2 separate regions of the Rattus norvegicus genome follow, and region 1 is linked to region 2. Evidence: chromatin contacts called from public Hi-C data. All regions are on one chromosome and are shown on one strand. Each heading gives the region's core, a stretch centred on a gene start, on an enhancer-like site or on the middle of the called end of the contact. The rest is flanking DNA. Distances are from core to core; before and after follow the strand shown.

Region 1 (4,133 bases), core at 720-3,219, 39 kb before region 2:
ACTGGATCCCAGAAGGCTACTTGCTCTCTGGTCCTTGTTCTTGAGACAATCTAGGGTTCTGCAGATTACCCAGGGATGGGGCATGTGCTCCCCCTCCTCCTGTCTTTGAGGACTTAGGGGCTGTTCTGTTGACTCTACCTATGGAATTCTCAACTTCAGCCCAGACCTTTCTCCCAGGGTCCAGACACTGAAACCCACCTACCTAACTTAGCCCAACTCACTGACAGACTCAGTCACAAGAGATGAGGAGAGGAGAGGTGTGGGCCCAGCAGGTACCTGGGTTCAAACCTGCTTTTTCTCTACTTTCTCACTGCATGACCTCAGAGAGCCTCATAGACTCTCTGGGCTCACTTCCTTGGAGACAGAGGAGGACAACGGGTGCTGCTGTAAGAAACATCCAGAGAGGCACTGGGTGCACAGTGAGCTCTTAAAAATTGTGGCTCGTTGTCCAATGGTCACGCTGGATCCTGTATTAGGCCACACAGCCTACTTAAGGGTATTTTGTCCCTTGGAGCTTCAAAGGGGTCAATCCCCACTCCCACAGCCTCAGTGACAGTATAGTTGGTTTTTTGTTTGTTTTCGTTTTGTTTTTATGTACATGAGTACTCTGTAGCTGTCTTCCAAAACACCAGAAGATGGCATCAGATCCCATTACAGATGGCTTTGAGCCACCATGTGGTTGCTAGGAATTGAACTCAGGACCTCTGGAAGAACAGCCAGTGCTCTTAACCACTGAGCCATCTCTCCAGCCCCCACCAGTGTAGTTTTGAAAGGACTCTTCAAGTGAAAGAGGGCTTTCCAGGAGAGGTGTTGGAGGAAAGGCACACCAACCATGCCTTGAACTATCCCTCAAGCTCCTGGAGGAGGTGACTACGGGCTGGGTGGGCAGGGAGCCAGGACAGGAAGAGATGTAATTTCCACAGAGGCACAGGGAGGTTGTGGGGTAGAGGCAGTGAGACCTGGTGGAGGTCAGAGTGCTGAGATATTTGGAAGTTCTGAAGCTGACTAGTATAAGTCCACCAAGAATCCAGACAATGTTGCCATGGGTGATTGGGGTTTAGGGGTAACCCTTCCTCTCGTTGAACAGGTCCTTGATTCTCCACACCTCTTCCCTATACTCCCCCTTACTGCAGCTAACTTCATACTTCCTCCTTGTGTGGTCTCAACTCAGAGGCCACCACCTCCAAAATGACCACCCTGGCAGCCACAAGCCAGTGCAAACCAGGCCAGCCGAAGCCTGTCCCAGGGCTCTGCCTATCTGGTGTTCATTACTCCAGGGGCCAAAGCCTTGTGTGTCTTACCAGCTTCCCATCCCTAGGCTGGGGATCGGGGAGATGGAGTCGAACCACCACTATGCAAATGCCTACCCTGAGTGGTCCTGGGTGAGCCACGTGCCCTCTCCATGTCCAGCTTCTGTGTCTGTAAACCAGTGCCCTCACACTCAGCCAGAGAGAGGTCACCAGCACGATCACGTTTGCAGTGTCTTCTTCTGGAGGGCACCCGGGAAGCACGCGACTGAACCCTATCACCTGGGGTATGAATCACCCTTAGCTTAGATGTGGTAGAAGTGGCAGATTTCTGGCTCTAGTGCACTGCTAAATCCAGGCGCCATTGCCTCTGGCCCACTAAGCTCTCATAAATAACTCCTGAATGAACAGACAAGCTCTGGCTCTCAGAATTCTGGAGTCTCCAAACCATCATCACAGCAGGCTGAGCCTACCAGACAACTGCTGCGAACAAGGGACACTCCCTGCCCAGGGCTCCCACAGAAAATGGAATGTGGACAGTAAGCTTCAGGCTCCTCCTAACCATGGTCCCCAGAAATGGGAGGGCCTAGGCCTGCAGGCTGAACCCTGCAGCACCATCCAGAACCTTCTGCAGACGAAGAGAACTGGCTACCCTCCCCTCTGCACATGCAGCCTGGCGTGCTTAACTAACGGGCCTCAAGCTGTTTCAGATGACGTCTGCTAAAAAGTAATCGCACCCTAATTTATTCAGCTTGTCAACTTCCCTCTGCCTCCCACAACTCCGGGCAAGTGTGTCGGGTTTGGAAGCCAGCAGGAGCCAGTCTCCTCTCAAGGGGCTGCCTCCTGGAGGGAGCCCAGAACCACTGCTCTCCTCCAAGGGGAGGGCAGCTCCTGCAGGCGCTCGGGGTCAACACTGGCAGGAGCAGAGATGAAGCCCAAGGGGCACAGCTGCCTGTGGCTGGAAAATCAGACTTGTGCTGCTCGGTGTAGGCCACACGGAACTTAACCGAGGGGCCTTGAGCTGTTTCCGTTGACTGGCCGGTCGATTAAAATAGGAAAGCGTAGGCCAGGGTCTGTGGAGTTCAAGATCCCATGTAAGAGTCTACAGTACCCCAACATGAGGACTTTAGCACCTATCCCAAAACAATGTGGCATCTGCTGTCAGTGACCCAGGTTCAAGTCCCCCATGACACTGTTCAGCTAGGCCAGCATCTTCATTTAGTCCTATGACCCTATTCAGTCACTGTTTTTGACCATGGGAGCAGCCCTCACAGGCAGGACAGGTGGAAAAAACAGGTTGCCCAGGCCTAGGTACCAGTGCCATGAACACCGGAACTGACACCACCTGTTATACCATCAGATGCACACTGATAGCTAGACAGGGATGCCACCCGTGTCCCTGTCATGCAGGCACCTCACATAGTCAGACCCACATCTGAACCCGTGAGCTGAGGTCTTGGAAGGAGACTTCAGGATCTAGGAGACAAGGACAGGTCGAGGAGTCCTCTGGGACTGTGTACCAATGTTACCTTCTGCCTACATACACAGGCCTTAGCCTAGAAAACACCATGGTGTCACCTATGCAAGAGAGAGGCTGTTGGAGCTGGGGTTACAGGGTAGCAGAGCCAAGACCTCCAGGCTTCCTGTACTTCAAGGCCACTTGCTGCCCTCCACTGGATGATACCTCCTTCCTCTGGCATGTCCCCTGGGTTGGTTCAGCCTGTAGCACTGGTTGGTACCTCACCATGGTTACACAGGTTTTTCACTATGACCTACATAAATAGCCTTCTGTTCCCAACAAAGTTCTCAATACCCCTCTCCCAGGTCGTCTGCACATTCAGCCTGCCCTCTAGGCTCCTATGAACCCCAATGAGATGCATCCCCCATCACAGGACATCCCCCTCTGGGCTAAGACCACCTCTCCTCTCTATACAGGATAGAGTATGCCCCTACTTCCTGCTCTCTGTGAGTCCTTGCATGCAGATGTAGATGTTATGTGTACAGATGAAGGGGTGGGACCTGTGATATTCTACCTCCTTGAGCCTGGTCAGCTCGAACGTGTAAAACCTGCAGCCTCAGCCTTCCAGAGGCTGCAAGGGACATGATTTTCTCATCACAGAGCTTCTTGGTCAGGGATGAGCTCTGACCCAAGCGTTGTGTTTGCAGTAGAAGAGCCCTGGTCCATGGAGAAACAAGGTCACCAGAAACAGCTAAGGCAGGGGACTGGGAGCTAGTAACCAAGAAGGGACGGGAGGGGAGTCTGGGATAACACAGTGACCACCTACTATGTTTATGTGTACTACTGAGGACCTAGTCGCTGATGCTTACAATTATGTGACTGGTAGTCACTGTGTAAGTTCATGGGGCCTCAGTTTCCCCATCTGTAAATGAGAGAAGACAGGGTTCCACCTAGGCTGAGGTGAGCCACTGGTGGGGACTCAGCATACCCAGTATGCCCTGTGGTCTTCTCCCCTAAAGCTGCTGGTTTTGATCACCACATCTGGTAGGGTTTCTCTGGAGCCACGGGAAACGATCATCTCTCTTTCTTTGCTCAGGTTCCTGTGGGTCAGTGAGAGCTCAGAATGAGCTGCCCATTCAGATCCAGGCCAGAGCCCAACCCACTTCTGCCAGCCCACCCTGAGTCCAGGATGATCCTGAGGGGCCCTGAGGCTCACAGTGTGTCCTGGGATATTCAACAGTTAGTAAAGCTTAATACTAAAAACACATTCTCGGTTGATTAAAATTTATGAGCAGTATAGGCTCCATAGCCACATGACTTCTGGGTCCCGGCCTTCCCCTATTCCCACCTCCTTCCCCACCCCCAACAAATACCAAAGAATCTCTAGAAGTTTCCAGAAGCCAAGTCCAGAGATTGCTGCAGATCTC
Region 2 (3,787 bases), core at 789-3,288:
TGCCTTCAGCTTCCTTCCCTACCTACAAGGCAGGCTCTTCCTTTCCCTTTCTTAGCTCAAGTGCCACCCCCTCCAAGAGGCTTTCACACACTGCTTGAAATAGAGTTTGTACCGCTATGCTATTTCTCATGCCATCTCCTTGCGATGTTTAACTTCCTATTTGATAACTCATTCGGGAGTCTTGGTGCTCTATAGTCCCACATTGGACTATGGAGGTCTGCCTCTGAGCTCTCAACCAACCACATGCCTTTGAAAACTACTTGGAAAAGAAATTTCTAGAAAGGTGAGGTTAAAAACACAAAAGGCCCAAACTGCCCCCCCCAATTTTTCATTATTATACTGTAATCATAAAGTGAGCCTATCACTGCTGAGAAAGAGGAGGCTCATGGTCCATCCCCGCAGGGCAAGCTGACCTAGGGGACTTAGTGTCCTGGAGGACTTCTCCCAATGAAGAGGCAGGGAGCTTCCTGTCCCTGGGAGAGTGGCTTTGAGGAATGCCCCAAAATGGCTGGGAGAGGGGTTGTTTGTTTTGGGTTTTGCAGAACCTGAGGAGGCTGGCCTCCAGTTGCCCCCAGAGTGCTCTGCCTCACCTCCATATCCCTTCTTGGCTCAGCTGGCTTCCTTGACACCCTGCCTGTGTTTGGGGGATAACTAAATATCTAAGGGCTGCTTTTTAAGGAGCCTAAACAGCTAATAGACCGTACGGACAGACAAACGCTAGCACACAGTCAAGATGGATGCTGTCTCATTAGGAATCAAACATCGTCATGAAGATGCTGTTGGGCATCTCTGTACAGTTGAAGAGAAGATCCTCAAGGTGGGAAGGAGCCCTAAGCAGAAGTCAGAGTTCCCGGCCAGTGCAGGGGGGGAGGAGGAGGAAGAGATCCCCTCTTCTGTAGCACTAAGCTGTCTTTGGTGCTGTGCTGTGCCCACCTCATACTCTTCTTCTCTTCTCCCTCCTCTTCTTCTTCCTCCTCCTCCTCCTCCCTCTTTTTCTTCCTCCTCCTGTCCCTGCTTCTCCAACACATCCCCTAAAGTGAACATTCCATCTAAGTTGTTCTGCCAAGAATTGGATTTTTTTTTCTCCCAGCACTAGGAAATTATAAATAACTCCTGTATTAGAAGAAACAAACAAAAACAGAAGCAACATCTCTGAGTCCAGATGCTCTTGTGTGGGAACGGGCCTCCAGCGCACCAGCCTCTCTACGCCAGGAGCCCAAAGCCCCCAAGCAGGATGGAGCCCCGTCCTTTCACTAAAGGCCAGTTGGCCTTACTGCTTGATATCACACGATGTAGAGAAGTCACCAGAGCCAGGCAGTCCCTCCTTGCTGCCCACCTACTGTCGACACAGACTTCTGCCTCAAATGAAATTTTCTCAGATTTTCAAGGGAGTAGTAGACACCATTCTTCTGGGAGGGGACAGAGAGGAAGGCAGGCTGGAGACTGTCAGAACTCCTTCCTGACACTGCCTCTCACATGCGTTCCCCGCTGCTTACACTCTACCCCTGTGCATCCTTAGCGGCTGCCATAGAAAACAGAGACGCTGAGGCACAAGGATGGTCAGCATCCAGCTACTCCTTGGAGGCCAGACAGTCCACACCAAGTGAGGTCCAGTAACTTCCCATCCTGGTGCTGAGCAAGAAAGACAGCTGGGAGGTGGAGACCTGACCTCCCACCTTTCCCCGGGATCATCTCATTCTAACAGCCTGACAAGGGTCACCTTTTCTACGTGACTCTCAGACTCACTAGGCAGTTGAGATCGTGCAGGCATGGTGTCCCGTGCCCCCTCCCCGGCTTCCCTGGCGCACGGTGCAGGAAGAGGCCCGATGCGGGGACCAGAGAGGCAGAGGCTTTATTCGCTGTCGCGGGCGAGGGTGCGCCAAGCAGGACGGCCAGCTTCAGAAGGGAAGGCGGCGGCGGGCGCCAGCAGCACCAAGCCCGGTGGCCGACCAGCGCCCGCATAGCTCAGCGCCAGGCGCTCCAGGCGCCGCTTGCGCTCGGCTGCCTGCGCCGTGGCGTGCAGGGGTCGCAGTAGCGCGGGGGGCGGTGCGCCGGGGCCGCGCAGCAGGAAGTCGAAGCCCGCGCGGTCCCGCGGGTCGTAGAAGAGCGGCCCAGTGGCTGGGTCCGGGCCTGGCGGCCAGGAGAACGGGAAAGGCAGCGTGAAGTCCTCGGTGAGCACGCGGATAGCGAAGTCGTCCTCTTTGCCCAAAGCGCGGTAGGCGCGCCCGATGCCACGGAAATGCGCCTCCCAGAGCTGCGCGTCGCCGCCGTAAATGTCAGGGAAGCGCGGCGCAGGGGGCGCAGCCGGACCTGCGGCGGGCGCGACAGTCAGCAGGGGGTGTCCCACGCTTGTCCCCGGAGTGAGGAGGCTGGGGGACATGGAAGGAGAGGCCACTCGGCCAAAAGAACCAGGTGAGGGCCACTGGGGAGTGAGAACTGGGCTCTATCTCAACACCGAAAGGGGGCCTGCCTCCATCCCTGACCCCTCTCCTGCCTCCTTGTCACCTCTCCCTCCAAAGGGAAAGCTATCCACTTTCCTGAGAGCAGACTGTGGAGGCCTGCAAGGTCCTAAAAGTATGGAAAAGTCAGACCGCTGGGCGGAAAGTTCAAGATGGGGAGGAGGCTAGTTAGCCAGGAAGCCCAGGATAGTAGGATTCACCCAGCAGGTGGCGGCAAGCAGCAGTTGGGGCAGGACATGTCTGAGTCACTGAACAAAAGCCACGCTAACTACTGTGAATACATCAGACTGTGTGCCTGGTGGTGTGGGTCTTCAGCTCGGTTACCGTGAGGAGGAAGTAAGGGTAAGGAGAGTGGAGCTCTCAGGTGGAGATATGGGGTTACAGGAACCTGGCAGGACCGCAGATGCTGGTCCCCAGATGCTGGTCCCCAGGACAGGACGGAGGCCAGTCTCAGTCTCAGACTGGAAAATATGTGGGTTCCCACAATGCAATGGGGGTCAACATCCATTTTTGCTACAGGCAAAGGCCTAAGGAGAGGAAAGTCATGCGGGAGGGCTCAGTAAACCCACAGAGTGCCACACGGATGCCCAGGAGCCTCTGTTATCTTTCTCACATAGTGCACTTACTGAGCTCCTGCTGTGCGCAGTCGGCTCTGGGCTAGGTACTGTTTGTAGCCATGGGCCAGACAGCAAAGCCCGTTCTTCCACCTTCGTAGATAAACAAATGCCTTCTTGAGTCAGAACCTTGGGCAGGATGCGGGGTGTTATGCCAGGAGGAGAGATGAACTGGAGGTGACCCACCTAGCCCAGTGGGGAGAGACAGGTCTGCAGATGGTTTGAGATGCACAGGCAGGACCTGCAGGGCCACACCCTCAGTCTACAGCTCAGAGGGCCAATGACATCCCTGCCCCTATCCCCGCAGCCTATCCTGCCTCCCTGGCTGCCTTGGAAGTCCTGTCATACTGCTCAGTACCAGGGCGGGGTGCAGCCACAGAAGGGAGCACAGGAAGTTCTCTGAGGGGCTGGTAGAGACAAGTTTTGGAGAAGTGAGGACTGCAGTAGGTCCTGGGAGAGGAGACAGTGACTCCATCACAGCCCTGGGCATGGACAGGGTGGTTTTATCAGGCCACCGTTGTACCAGGTGAGTATACTTATAGAGGTACAGTAGGGAGAGCAGCAGGGAGACTAGTAACATAGCAGCTGCCTCTGGTCCGGGTGAAGCCGCTGGGGCCAGGACAGCAGGGAGAAGAGCCCTGCTTCTGAAGATATCTTAAAGTTAGTGTGGAGACGTGGAGTGGAGCTCTGTGGAGGAGGGGAAATGCGGGCTAC

What was found. Hi-C and Micro-C count contacts between places; a contact is called where the count stands out from the background.
Region 1: a contact with region 2 is called in a Hi-C map of frontal cortex, with 2.5 times the contacts expected there. The contact joins the enhancer-like site here to the promoter of Mroh5 in region 2. A contact is called at or near these places in 4 of 12 Hi-C or Micro-C datasets (frontal cortex, kidney and liver).

Annotation. Positions count from the first base shown.
Region 1 is chr7:107,663,542-107,667,674 of GRCr8, reverse strand. No RefSeq gene overlaps it. Among named protein-coding and RNA genes, the nearest start is that of Rpl29l5, 29 kb to the left of the region's middle. Within about 2 kb of position 1,969, at least 8 of the 93 cell types and tissues checked have an H3K27ac peak or open chromatin away from gene starts, as enhancers often do.
Region 2 is chr7:107,625,150-107,628,936 of GRCr8, reverse strand. Mroh5 (maestro heat-like repeat family member 5) reads left to right here and starts at 2,038. Exons shown (of 30, transcript XM_039080228.2): 1 at 2,038-2,412. The coding sequence starts at 2,240.